Regions from separate parts of the Sus scrofa genome. Here region 1 is linked to region 2. A link is a contact called in public Hi-C data. All regions are on one chromosome and are shown on one strand. Each heading gives the region's core, a stretch centred on a gene start, on an enhancer-like site or on the middle of the called end of the contact. The rest is flanking DNA. Distances are from core to core; before and after follow the strand shown. Region 1 has its middle 77 kb from the start of RANBP3L. Region 2 overlaps SKP2 (S-phase kinase associated protein 2).

Region 1 (7,530 bases), core at 387-2,886, 200 kb before region 2:
GGATCTGGCATTGCTGAGGCTGTGACTGTAGCTGGCAGCTGCAGCTCCGGTTTGATTCCTAGCCTGGGAATGTCCATACTCTGTGGGTGCGGTCCTAAAGTTTTTCGTTTTTTTTTTTTTTTTAAACAGAGGCCATTTAGTCTAGTAGTTCTACAGGGTAGGTGCAATTCTGTCTCCCAGGGAACATTTGGACGTGTCTGGAGACATTTTTTGTTGTCCCATTTGGGGGTGCAGAAGTTGCTGCTGGCATCTAGTTGGTAGAAGCCAGGGTTGCTATGCACAGGACACCTCCCTTCCTCGAAAAGAAAGAATCATGCAGCCCAAAATATCATCAATGGTGCTGAGGCTGAGAAGCCACAAAGCACTTCAATTAGTAGTGAAGCACATCTAAGACACGGTGAAATTGAGTGAGAAGCCTTGGTTCCACACAGACTACTGGGCAGGGGCCATTACCTAGGGCTCCTGATGCTTAGGCCAGAGGTTTAATATTTTTAACTATCTCACCAACGCCCCCCCCCACCAGATGCATTTTATTCTCTCTTCCATTCATTTAATGAGCGGATGAATGGGGAGACATAGTACTTAAAGGACTAAGGAAAAGGCACACCCTTCTTCTACCTTGACTCAATAGTATTTTATCACCAAACTTTTACCAAACAACTATTTGGTACAGACCTCTAGGCTGCATGCCAGGTTCATGCTGCAAATTAAGGCACATGCAGAAAGAGAAGACACATAATGCAATGGAGCTCATGGCAGTACAAAGCCCCCACCCTCCTCCCTGGCAATGCGTGGGTGGAGATGGAGAGGAGAGAGAGAGAGAGATGATGGTGGGCTCTGGTGGGCAGAGATCTAGTGACAGAGCCAGGTCTTCCAGCCTGATGAACCTCCACCTGGCTATGGTGGGCTTGGACATCAGGCTTCATCCAGGGTGTAAAAGGATCTGTGCACAGCCCCTGGGCATAGGCGCTGGCCCTAGGAGTTTGCGATGGACATTCATTATGTTGGACTGCTAGCACCTTTCCTCTCCCTTCATATGACAGCCAGCAATCTGATTCTTGGTTGCCAAGCTGCTCCACCCCGATTCTACAGGATTCTGGTGGGGTGCCCATCACAGCACTCTCTTGGATATATTCTAGTTGTCTCTCCAGATCCTCTCTCCATCCTGCTCTGTGACCCAAAAACCCAGCTGAGCTGAAGCTTGCAGCTGACGTAGCTTAGGTGGAAACACTCCTTCTAATGCTCCTCTCTCAACAGAAAAGTGTCCCTGCCTTGCCCGACACAATCTCTCTCAGACCCAAGAGCTGACCCGATAAACTCTTTCTCATGGAAGTGATAAGAGAAGATACTTTGGCCGGAAAAAAAAAAAAGACACTAATATCCAGTTTGAAAATCCAGATCGAGAGCTTGATTATCTCAGGGTCACTTAACTCCTCTGAGCTCCAGTAGTTTCCTCTGGAAATTTGCGATAAACATAACCCCAGGAAATGGCTCTAGACTGGGAGAGATTTCCGGTTCCTGGCTGCTGGTGGGGGGTGAATTTTTTTTTCCTTTGGTGGTGAGCGAGGTCTGGGAAAGTCCTGAAGAGGCTAATGTGCAAGTTCGCTGACCATTCCAGACCGCAGGCATTTCCTGTCGTACCGCTGATAAGCCTGACATGATTGCAGGGAAAGCATGAAAGCTGGTGGTTATAGAGAGTCTGGACAGCTCATCCAGGCCCTCTTGTGCAGAGCCAGCCTCTCTCTGCCACACGCCCCTCGCTCTGGGAAGGACCCCACTGAACGTGCTTCCAGAGAGGTCCCTGCAAAGCTGGCCCTGGGAAGCCCCCTTGCTCTCTGCCAGGAGAGTTTCCAGCCTCCCCTCTACTTCAGGGAGTCATGTTACAGGAGCTGTGATGCTCCCAGAGGCTGGGGGAGCACAGCCTCTGCACAATGTGATCACCATTTGTGTTGCTATAAACAAAAAGACCAAGTGAAAAGGTTGAGAAAATGTTTCATGTAATAATGGCTTGGAGAGAAAAACAGAAACTCTTCAGACACTTCCAGAATCCCCCAAAGATCAAAATGGCAGCACCCACAGTGCAAGCAGAAGCACCCTGCCTCTTCCTTTGGTCATTGTTTTCCCTTATCAGCCAAATTTGTCCATATTTCTGCCTCAGATTGGCCTGTGGGTTAGCCCTGGACAGACCAGCCGCCTGGGGTCCAGGGTGTGTCATTGCTCTGTTCTTGGCCACACCCCCACACCTGGCTTTAGCTGTCCTCCCCTGGGTCTGCATTCTCCTAGAAGGTAGACAGGCAGGCAGGCAGGCAGATCAGTTCTTTTCATCGGCATTTATTTTAACATGTCAGCTCTGCCATGTTGGTTTCAGTGCTGCTGCTTCATGAACAGATTTTAAATGCGCCATATTGGTATTTCTGTTTCCCAAACATGGCTCCCCAAGGGCTTGTGCTGTTCTTTAATTTGCAGGTCCTGACTCTAGTGGGTAACCACTCTGTTTCTAGTCTTTATGTGGTTGACCAAATACTGTTAGTCCGAAAGACAGACTTTGTAATCAGCTTTGTGACGTTGGGAACATTCCTTCTTTTCTCTGGGCCTCAATTTCATCCTCTACAATTTTAAAAAGGGGGTTGGCTCAACTACCCTATTAGGTCCTTTTCTGTTCTGTGGGATTGAATTTCTAACACTCTTCACAAACTCTCAAATAATCTAGATTACTATGTTTATACATGTCAGTATGTACTTAATTTCATTTTCTAAAAAAACCTATTTCATTAACAAGTATCACTTATAATGTTTTTGCAAGAGAACTATTAATAGGTCAGATTCAGAGTAAGGCTGATACAAGTGGTGTGTTGGTTATACAACAAACCAGCCACGAGGGGGCCCTCTGGTGACTCCAGAGAAGCTGGAAGACAAAGCTGGAAGGAAAACAGAATGTGACATAGCTTTGCAAAGGGTTTACCAAGGGGCAACACACACACACACACACACACACACACACACACACACACACACGTGAACACAGTTCTTCTCCATGTATAACCCCTTGCATAGCCAACAAAGCAAACAGTGGAAATTTCCAGCACAACTGACAAGCAGTTTCCAGTCATTAACTCTCTGCTTCCTGAGTTTTGCAGAGATTCATGGTATATGCAGGCTGCTCATAAACTTTGTTTGAGAAATTGTAAATTTTCCATGTCCTCTTGTCAGCTGAGTGCTCTTTCTCACTGTATCATGTTGGAAAAATTCCTAATGTTTTAAGTTCAATAGTCCATTTGTTATTGAGACTATAATGAGATAATTGGACAGATTTTTTTTTTAAATAACATTTTAAGAACACTAATGATTAGTACCAAATAGCAAATAAAAGTATGCCCTGTGGCTCTCAGCATTGGTGTCAGTCTGGAAATGTTTATTTTTGAAGCAATGAACAGACTTGGGCAAAACAATCATGATTATTCAACCTTCTTTCCCTGTGGGAAATGAAGGCTCGCTGGAGTTTCATTCATGGCTTTTTTATTTCCTTCCTTCCAAGCAAATAGTGGCTTGGAAGTAGAAGTAGTCTGAGCCTTGGTTCCAAGAACTCCTGACTTCAGCTGCTACCATCAAAGCTTTCTGACCAGAAACAGGTCGTAGTGACAGTCACCCCCATAAAAATTACTGAAAATGGTAATAACTGAATGTTTACTGTTTGCTTTATAAAGAAGGTACTATTATTCCCACCCTTGTTTTACACTTGGGAAATTGATTTTAAAGAGGCTAAGTATCTTGCCTGAGGTCACATAGCTGCTAAGTGCAGAATCTGGATTGAATCCAGGATATGTTAAGGCCAGAGACTGATTTCTTAACCATCCTGGTTCACTGTCCAGGGGGAAAGCTTTTTTTCTCTTTTTTTCTTTTTTCTTTTTTGACTATCAAGTAAGAGATTTTCAGCACCACCTTCTTCCCCAACACCCTATACCACCCAATTGGGCTAAGGGCGAAGAGTTAACCAAACAATTCAATCCTGTTTTACAAATATTTATTGAGATGGTACTATTTTTAGGTACCATTGCTAAGCTATGCCATGGGGTCTGTGGAGATAAATAGCTAAGGTCACAGTATTTATAATCTTATGATGGGAAACCTGTATTTATAATTATAGCTGGAATCATAGCTATCAGCAGAATGTGACTGTATAACAGAAACAGCAATAAGCGTTCAAAGAAAGTAAGAAATACATATAAATGGAAGATCTGGGCTGTTTTCAGGGATACTTAAAGTAGCTTTTTCTTTTTTTTTTTTTGTCTTTTTGCCTTTTCTAGGGCCACTCCTGTGGCATATGGAGTTTCCCAGGCTAGGGGTCGAATCGGAGCTGTAGCCGCCGGCCTACGCCAGAGCCACAGCAACGCAGGATCGGAACCGCGTCTGCAACCTACACCACAGCTCACAGCAACGCCGGATCCTTAACCCACTGAGTAAGGCCAGGGATCGAACCCGAAACCTTATGGTTCCTAGGCAGATTCGTTTCCGCTGCGCCACAATGGTAACTCCCAGGATGTAGTAATTTTAAAATACTTTTTAAAAAGAGGGTCCCTTTTAAGATGATCACAATATCCTGAAGCAAGGAAATTCCATGTGGTTAAATTTGTTGTACACATATTTATGCTTAGGTTGACTGCTTCAGAAACTACATATAGTTAATTCCACTAATGTATATTTTGTTTTTAAAAACACTCCTTTTTGTTGCCTTTATAGAGTACCTTTCAGGGGCGAGGTGGTGGTGAGAATAAGAATTGTATTTGCTTGCTTGTCCCCTTAAGAAGTCTAGACTAGAGAGTTCATGTTGTGGTTCAGCGGGTTAAGAATTGCACTTGTATCGACCAGGATGCGGGTTCGATCCCTGGCCCTGGGAACTTCCATATGCCACAGGAGTGGCCCTAAAAAAAATTAAAAAAAAAAAAAGAAGTCTAGAATAATTCACAGGAACATAAAAGCAGTTCCTGGATGGGGTGTGTGTGTGTGGTGGGGGGCGTGTTTTGGAACCTGTGGAGGTAGCAGAGAACAAGACTGGGTGTATGACTTCTTACAGATCATCTTTGATATTTGTTCATATGTTTAATTTTTTGACCCATGTGAATGACCTGCAGCTCTAAAAAATAAGCAAAAAAATCCAATAAAAGAAGTTCACGTAACTCTGTATTTTTGAAAATGCAGAGATGGTCTCTAGAAAGAGGACCCTGAAGAAAGTGATTATAGAGATAAGCTCCGGGGAGGACAGAGCGGCCAGGGCAGGGCCAGGAAAGGAAAGAGGCGAATTTTTCACTCTGTCGCTTGTTGAAGACTTTTAATTCTGTGCTATGTACATGGATTATCTGTTTATGAATATGTAAATGCAAAAGGAACATAACCTTAAACTAGAATGACTCTTCTGATGACTCGAATGAAGGGTTTGGAGCAGAAGGACCAAGCAGAGAGCATCCTGGACCTTCACAAAGCCTCATCTGCATCCTGGAAAGGCTTCCTCCTGACCAAAAAAAGTGGTACCTCCTCTGAATGTGGCCCCAAATCCCCATGAGCTGAACGTCACTTACTTTAGAAATAGTTTCCTTTATGTTTTTCTTGGAAGGATCACATATTAAGCTTTTGGTGACCATTTCTCCCCTAACAAACATGGGAATGTCACAGTGGGAAAATTCTAAGAAAAACAGAAGTAAGAGCAAGGATGCCCTCCACTCCCAATGGAGGTGTTTTTGTTTTTGTTTTGTTTTTTAAGAAGAAGAAAAGAAGATGTCTTAGAAAAGGACAGCATTAAATCCTTTTGCCTTTCAATTTTCCAGATTTCCCTCTACCCCCACATGAGCATCTGCAAGCATCACGTGAAATAGTTTACCAGACCCTTTTCAGGATAGAGTTTACAGCAGGATGGAAGGAACAGAGGCACCCAGGTCCCTCGGTGGATAAGGGGCCATCCAGAGAGACAAAGTACAGAAAGGGGAGTGACGTACCTTAGGCTACGCCAATTGTACTGTTCTGAGTAAAGGGAGAACAGGGCGTACCCAATTCTTGGCAATAATGTGTTGTGGGTGGGAAGGCGGTTGGGGGGAGGGGGCTGTTTTATGGGCAGGTGGGCTCTGGGGTGGAGGAATGCTACGCACACTCAGCACATCTCCTGTAACAAGCCCCTGGCCCAGGAAGTGGCTGTCAGAGAACTAATGATGATCGAACTTGTCCTGGCACATCCTTAATGCCCAAGATGAAGTTGGTGTAAACTTGAATAGCTAATAATGTATATTTTTCTTGAATACTAAGAGGACTTATTTTTTTATTTTTTGTCATTTGTCTTTTTAGGGCTGCACCTGTGGCATATGGAGGTTCCAAGGTTCTCCTACACCAGAGCCACAGCAATGCCAGATCTGAGCCACATCTGTAAGCGACACTACAACTCATGGCAATGCCAGATCTCTAACCCACTGAGCGAGGTCAGGGATCGAACCTGAAACCTCATGGTCCCTAGTCAGATGTGTTTCTGCTGCACCACAATGGGAACTCCAAGAGGCCTTATTCTTAAGTCCAGGAACTAAAAGATTCAACTAGAAAGAGTGAATTCTTCTAAAGGCTCAGACCTCTTAACTGGCAGAGGAGTGCATATCTTTAACAAAATGCACTGGGTTTCTCTTTAAGTGACTTAATTTTATGCTAGGGAATGATAAGGGGAAATGAAAAGCAAGCCTCGGTTAAAAGAACTGAAATATTTCTTTGGATTGCAAAGTCTTATGGCCCTAAAACCGTTTCTAACTTCAGTTTTGTGTGATGCATGGTCTTGCGATTTTTTCTCTGTATGGTCAAATCAGTCAGCAAACAGGAAAATGCAGCCATCGTCTGGTCCCTCATCCTGATCAAGAAGCTCTGAAGGTCCTCTATTTCCTACTAAGTCAAGTGTGCTGTTTGAAGCATTTTCCATGTCTGGTCCTGAATTTATTCAGCCTCCTTTCCATGACTCCACAGCAAGCATCCCCATTTAGTCCTGGCCTCCTCAGCCTCCTGGAAACACACTTTCTTCCATTTTCTACTCACAATTTCTTCCTGTCTTCTGACCTGTTCCATTCCTTCCTTCAAGAACTAAGCCAAATCCCATCCCCCATAAAGATTGCCTTAAGCACGAAGCCTTTATTGGTCACTGCTTTGAATAGCACTTATGAAACCAAGTCTGTGGCACTTATCAGACTAATCTGTGTCTACTAGGGTTCTGCAGTACTGGTGTAGACAGGTAGGTAGGTCTGTTTGCATGAACTGAAAAGATGCTGCCCAAAATAACAGGCTGGGGGCCCCTGATAAAGATACACCCAAGTTTTGGATGAGGAAGGCAGGCAAGTTTGGCCAGACCTTTGGCTTCAGAGGGAAGGGGCAAGGCTGGGACATCATCGTGTCTGCCATTCATGTTTGTCTTCTGCCCCAGCTCTGCCTCCAGAACTCAAGGTTGAGTCCTAGGGAGGAGAGTCTGTAAGTAAAGAGACGTTTTGTTGAAAATGTATTAGGACAATGGGGCAC
Region 2 (7,080 bases), core at 1,048-3,547:
TCGTTGCGGCTCAGCAGGTTAAGAACCCAACTAGTATCCATGAGGATGTGGGTTTGATCCCTGGCCTTGCTCAGTGGGTTAAGACTCTGGTGTTTCTGTGAGCCGTGGCATAGGTGGCAGATGCGGCTCGGATCTGGCGTTGCTGTGGCTGTGCTGTAGGCTGGCAGCTGCAGCTCCGATTCAACACAGAGCGTGGGAACTTCCCTATGCCAGGGGTGTGGCCCTAAAACAAACAAACAAAAACAGAAAGGAAAATTCTTTAGCAAAAATGACTTTCTGGAAATTCCAGCTGAAGATCCTAAGAATCCTTACTAGGTATTTCTTTCCATCAGTTGCTGCAATGACTGAAATTAGAAACAGTTTATCTTGCAAACTTTTAAGGACAGGGTACTAGCAAATTCATCTTAATGGAGTCACAAAGTAAACCAGTATACTCTTTATGTAATGTCTAAAGAAACATATCTTTTATCTTAAAGTTCAAGTCAGCACCTTTCTGTGGTCTGTTCTATTCTGGTGATCTGACTTGTCACTAAACTCCCTGATGCCTCTGTTTCCCTCATTTCAAGACAATATCTAAACAAATCAGTTACAATGCAGTGAGGGTTCACACCTAGATCTGTGACTTCCGGCTCACCCTTGAACCATCATTTCACACTGCCTGCAGATATTACTACGCAAGCACTGCCATCCCACTGGATAAAAATATTATAATGTGAGGGCTCACAGCTTCTCTTTAACCCCTGCTCAAGGGAAAGCATTTGGGTATTACCTGCTTTAACTCTCGAGAGAGAAAGAATAAAAGTAGGACGCATGGGTAGTCTCCTGAGAAAAGCAACCAAAAAAGGATGATCACTGCACTCCTCGGGGGCTCCACTGTCAATGAAGCTGGAGCCCAGATGGCAAGGACAGGAAAGGAGGGATGACAGAGCAACCTTTTTAGTGGACACTCCAGGCTCCAAGGACTTCTGGGTACTAGAAAATTCACATGGCAGATTTTTTTTTTTTGTCTTTTTAGGGCCACACTCATGGCATATGGAGGTTCCCAGGCAAGGGGTCGAATCGGAGCTACAGCTGCCGACCTACACCACAGCCACAGCCATGCCAGATCCGAGCCGCATCTGCGACACACAGGACAGCTCACAGCAACACTGGATCCTTAACCCACTGAGCGAGGCCAGGGATCAAATCCGAAACCTCATGGTTCCTAGTTGGATTTGTTTCCACTGCGCCACAATGGGAATTCCAGGAGATTTTAATAAGAGTTTCATGTACATGAGTTTGGCCTCTAACATATGAAAGCCCTGGAACTAAATACTGGCAATCCCTTTTAGGCAGTGCTTTTCCAAATGAGATAGCAGCTCAGACCCTGAGCCCTAAGATCAATTAAAGTGATTTATTAAAAAATATAATTACTGGATTCCCTAATTCTACTAGTTAACTCCATATAGCTGAAGGATCTGATTTATTCATTAATTTTTAAAACTAACTTACAAGCTCCAAACCAGTCAGGTGAGGACTAACTACATAAATTCTTTGTTCAAATTCACCACCCTTCTTTGGTATGAACCACAAGTCTGATTACCTTCATATGGAAAGGAAGCTTAGGTGAGGTCAGCAGCCCCACTCAGGGAATATTGGAGAGAATGAGAAAGGGGCCTCAGAACAAATCCAAGATGTTGACTTTTTTCTTTTCTTTTCTTTTTTTTTTAGGGCTGCACATATGGCACATGGAAGTTCCCAGGCAGGGGTCAAATCAGAGCTGCAGCTGCCAGCCTGCGCCACAGCCACAGCAACACCAGATCCAAGCTGCCATTTGCCACCTATGCTGAAGCAATTCTTAACCCACTGAGCAAAGCCAGGGATTGAACCTGCATCCTCACAGAGATTATGTCAGGTTCTTAACCCATTGAGTCACAATGGAAACTCTCCCAAGATACTGATTTCTTACGGTTTTCAATAAAATTGCAATATACTTATATTTAACGTGGGAGGAACTTTCCAGCCCTTTGAAATACAGGAAAACTTTTGGAAATGAGAGAGATGATATTATTCCCAGGATGGCTTGAGAATAACAATAATAGCACTTCTTAAAAGGAAGCCGGACCAGATTGCTTTTTTCTGTGCACTTCCTTGATTTTGTGGAAGTTGCTGAGCCGATACAAAATTAACCCCTGGAAGAACTACTATATTAGATACAGACTATTTTGTACCTGTCCAGGAGACCCAAGCTGTGGACCCAGCTCAGCTATTAACTCAATATTTAGCTTTGGCTAAATTGCTTCACTCTTTTGAACCTCACCACCCTCCACCCCCACTCCCCGCCACACCACCGCCTCCAGCTCACTTCAAAGAAAGCACCACTCTTACAATATTTACTAGTTAAATACTTCTATTTTTCCCATTCCCTGACCATCCAGGATAGACACCACTAGAAGACTGCAGAACTTCTCTAAGCTCAGATGAAGGGTTATGGAATTAACTGCAGTTGATTTGAAAAAATTCAGAAACACACACACAGTCTGCCTCTCTATTAAAATCTGAGCTTCGTGGGAGTAAAGGCTCTCTTCCTCTTTTGCAAGTACTAGTACAGTCTTCTAATATTTAAACCTGCTCCCAGCTAAATAAAGGTTTATTGACCTACTTCAATCAATTCAACTTTGCCAGACATTTTAAGGAAAAAAAAATCTGCCCTGGTTTTGCTAGTCTTTCCTCACTAGTTTGCGGTACTCTAATTTGATGTTTAAGTTGTAAACATCTGTTGTTAATAACACAGGGACAACTCTTTACACCAAGTGACACCTCTTTCCATCCTTGCTTTAAAAAATAAAGATACTTACAGTAAAGTTTCGGGTATTATGTCATAGCATCGACTGAGGGATAGGTGTTGGAGGTAGTTGAGCTGGTAAAATTCCTGAAAGCAGTCATTCTTCAGCATGACACTGTCACTGTAACAGAGTAGGAGAAAAAAGTCAAAATCTATCCATCAGTCCCAGAGGGAGAAGACAGGAACAGTCTCCTGCTTGGTTCCTTTGATTCAACACATTGAGATCCTTTCCTCATTCAATAAGGAATCATGATTTTTCAGCTTCTGCTCTAAGATAAATAAACAAAAAATACCTTAAATCTAGGTGGACCAGATTGGGACATCTTCCAACTAAGGTGGAGACATCTAGAAAAAAAAATATGGTCACTGTCAAATGAGGAACATGACAAGGATATCTGCTGTCAACACTTCACTTAACACTGTGCTAGGATTCGGAACAATGCGTTACAGTCACACACTATGAGGACAAATAAACAAAATTATCATCGTGGCATATAAGACTTTCCACCCAGAAAACCCAAGAGACTCATCTGAAAAACTACTGGAAACAGTAAGAGAACTAACTGTGTAAAAGGCCTGGTTAACAAACACCACAGCTTCTCTAGATGTCTAGCAATAGCTGCCTAGAAATATAATAGGGAAAAAAAAATCCCCATTTACTACAGCAAAAAGCAAAACCAAACACCACAATATATAAACAAATAACATATATGAACAAACAACATATCACAAAGGTATCATTCAAAATCAGTGAGTGAAATCAGGGATTTTAAAAAAATAATATGGCCACTACCACTGGAAAAAATTTATGTTTCCAATTCAAATAATACATCCAAATAAATTCCACATATATTAAAAACTTCTAAAGGCACAAATGTGGGTAAGTATTCACTGGATCTTGGGATAGGTATGGAGTTTCTAAACAAAAAAGAAAACATTAAGGGAACACTGATAAATAACTAAATAAAAATGTAAAAACTCTACCATGTTAAAGCAAAATAGCACACAAGTAGAATTAACAAAGTAAGAGAAAACGGAGAATAAACGTTTCCAACATACATTTAGCAGAGAGCTAATGGTCTTAATATGCAGAGTATAAAAAAAGACAAACAATAGAACATGGGCAAAGAACACAGATACCTTTTATAAAATACAGAAATAATGAAAATGGAGCAAGAAATGGGAAATAAAATCAAAATATTACTCTTCTGCTATCAAGTGGAAAAAACTCTATTATAATAACCCAATTGATGAAATATAATATAGCAGGTACCTCATATACTAAAAGTGGATATCTAATTTTACACAGCCTTTCAGAAGAACTGGTTTTTTTGTGAGGATGAATGGATTTGTTTTAAGTGTTCAGGACATTACACACTTTACTCTCTGGCCAGTAATTCCACTTTTAGAAAAATAATTAGAGATGTGCATTAAATAATTAGAGATGTACATTAAAATAGTCATTGTAATGAGTGTTATAAAAGCCCTTCCCCCCAATTAGTTTAAGGGGTCAAACTTTATCCATTCTACGGAACACGATGCTAACAACAGCTACTAAAAAGCTTTTGAATAACATTTCATGACATGAAATAATACTCAGTATATACCGTATGGTGAAAACAAGACAAAACATATACAATGCATTACAATCTCAATGTGGTTCAAACACACAAACTCACATACCCGGAGACAGAGGGTGGGGTTGGAAGGCTGAAAGGAAATACACCCAAAGGTTGACGCCATTACCAAAGGTGGTGGGATCGGAGATAACTTTTCAGAATTTGGAAAAAATCATACACGGTCGTTGGTAAGCAGAAAATGAATCAGTTACGAGGCATTTACTTTAAAAAATATAGACGATTCTATTAATATTTGAGGGTTTTTCTTGCCTTCTCACAGCTCCACCTTCAGCTCCATCCCTTCCCCTAAATCCTAGACTTGCATTTCCAACCTTCTCCTCAACATATCCACTGGGCTATATGACAGCTACCCAGGCTTTTTTTTTTTTTGGGGGGGGTCCTTTTGTCTTTTAGGGCTGCACCAGCAGCACATGGAGGCTCCCGGACTAGGGGTCAAATTGGAGCTGCAGCCGCCCGCCTCCACCACAGCCACAGCAATGCAGGATCTGAGCCTCGTCTGTGACCTACACCACAGCTCACGGCAATGCTGGATCCTTAACCCACTGTGCAAGGCCAGGAATTGAACCCTCGTCCTCATGGATGCTAGTCGGGTTTGCCAACCACTGGGCCATGACGGGAACTCCAGCTATCTCAAGCTTATGCCTGACACCAGATACTTGATTTCTCCCCTAAATCTGCTCCTTCCCTAGTCTTCCCAACCTTAGTAAATGGGAACTACACTGATTCCGCTGCTGTCGCCAAAACCCTGTGAGGCATACTTAACTGTTTGCTCACATCCCACACCCAATCTGTCACCAAATCCTGTTAGATCAGCTGTCAAGACGTGTCCCACGTCGGATCATGTCTTAACTTCCTCACGTGTTACCACCCTGGTCTCCAGCAGCCTTTTCTCAACCCAGCACCAGAACAAGATGTTTCAAAGAAAAAGTCAGATCATTTTGTCCCTGCTCAAAACAACTGAATGGCTTCTCATCTGACTCAGGAAAAAAAATTGCAACAGAGCTTTTGTTTTGGCTTAGAGAGCCCTGGGTCATCTCATCTCTTACCACTGCCCTTGCCTCCTCTCCCACCCCGGCTCCCATGCCCAGAGGGGAAAAATCTCAAACATTAATAACGTGTGTCTGTTTTAAGAAATAAATAACAAGAATTGATTCATTGGCTGATTGCAAAACCACTTGCTGGTCCTTGGTTCTGGGATGTTCTTTCTTTACATATCGACGTGGCTCATTCCTTTACTCCTTCAGGTCTGCGCTCGAGGGTCACGTCTTCAGGGAGGCCTTCTCTTGGACCAGTCCAGCTGAAAACAGTTCCCCTTCCTGCTACACTCTACCGGAGCGCTCTGCTTTAAATCTGTCCTCCTTGCGTTTTCATCTCCTCTTCCCAACATTGAGTTCTTTATTGATTGTCTGACTCCCCCACCCCATGGAAGCTGCACAAGGATGACTTTCTCTGTTTCGTTCACGGCCATGTCTCTCAAGTCTGGAACAGGGCTCTGCGCAGCATAGATGCTGAAGATGGGCACAACACAATTTTGAGTGACCCAATATCTCGCCAGCCAACCAGTCGCCCACAAAATTCACAATCACATACCATCTTATTTCACCACCTTGGGAAAGAAAAAACTTGGGGAATTAAACGGGTTAAGTCTTTTTTTTTTTTTTGTCTTTTTTGTTGTTGTTATTGTTGTTGTTGTTGCTATTTCTTGGGCCGCTCCCGCGGCATATGGAGGTTCCCAGGCTAGGGGTTGAATCGGAGCTGTAGCCACCGGCCTACGCCAGAGCCACAGCAACGCGGGATCCGAGCCGCGTCTGCAACCTACACCACAGCTCACGGCAACGCCGGATCGTTAACCCACTGAGCAAGGGCAGGGACCGAACACGCAACCTCATGGTTCCTAGTCGGATTCGTTAACCACTGCGCCATGACGGGAACTCCTAAACGGGTTAAGTCTTTATCTCCAGCCCTTGTTTAAACCCCATCTTCCCTTGGTGAGAAGAGGAAACAGGAGTCACCGCCAAGATTCCTCATCACTATCTCCTTCAATTCACTGGAGTTAGGAGGGATCTTAGAAACTACCTCATCTAACCTGTCATTTCATTTTTAAATTTTATTTTACTATCCTTATTTTTTAAGGCCACATTTGCGGCGTAGGAGTCGAACTGGAGCTGCAGCTGCCGGCCTGAACCACAGCCATGGCAACACCAGATCTGAGCAGCATCTGTGACCCATGCCACAGCTTGCAGCAACACCAAATCCTTAACCCATAGCGCAAGGCCAGGATACCAGTTGGGTTCTTAACCCGCTGAGCCACAATAGGAACTCCTAACCTACCATTTCAGAGAGAATTTCAGCTAAAGAAGTCAAGTCAAATCCAAGACCAAAAGCTAGGTTCTCCAAGACCTGACCTACTGTCCCACAGGGAGGTAGTGTAGTGATGGGTGAAGAATGGAAACATCTACCACCAACAATTCTTGCTCTTTCTCTAGGCACCAGGTGATTCAACATTTTATACACGTATTTACTCATTTATTCCTTACTCTAGCTGTAAGAGATGGCTTCTATCATTAATTCCATTTTATTGATGAGGAAATGGAGGAATAGAAAGGTTAAGCAACC

What was found. A called contact is a pair of places that touch in the nucleus more often than the background predicts.
Region 1: a Hi-C map of fetal liver shows a contact between it and region 2, with 1.7 times the contacts expected there. The contact joins two enhancer-like sites. A contact is called at or near these places in 1 of 5 promoter capture datasets (liver) and 13 of 47 Hi-C or Micro-C datasets (adipose tissue, alveolar macrophages, brain and 8 more).

Annotation. Positions count from the first base shown.
Region 1 is chr16:21,685,312-21,692,841 of Sscrofa11.1, reverse strand. No RefSeq gene overlaps it. Among named protein-coding and RNA genes, the nearest start is that of RANBP3L, 77 kb to the right of the region's middle. Within about 2 kb of position 1,636, at least 18 of the 83 cell types and tissues checked have an H3K27ac peak or open chromatin away from gene starts, as enhancers often do. A contact at or near this core is called in fetal liver and liver, where this site is marked.
Region 2 is chr16:21,490,083-21,497,162 of Sscrofa11.1, reverse strand. SKP2 (S-phase kinase associated protein 2) reads right to left here. Exons shown (of 10, transcript NM_001171755.1): 8 at 3,118-3,169; 9 at 2,838-2,945. Among named protein-coding and RNA genes, the nearest start is that of SKP2, 30 kb to the right of the region's middle. Within about 2 kb of position 2,297, at least 3 of the 83 cell types and tissues checked have an H3K27ac peak or open chromatin away from gene starts, as enhancers often do. A contact at or near this core is called in fetal liver and liver, where this site is marked.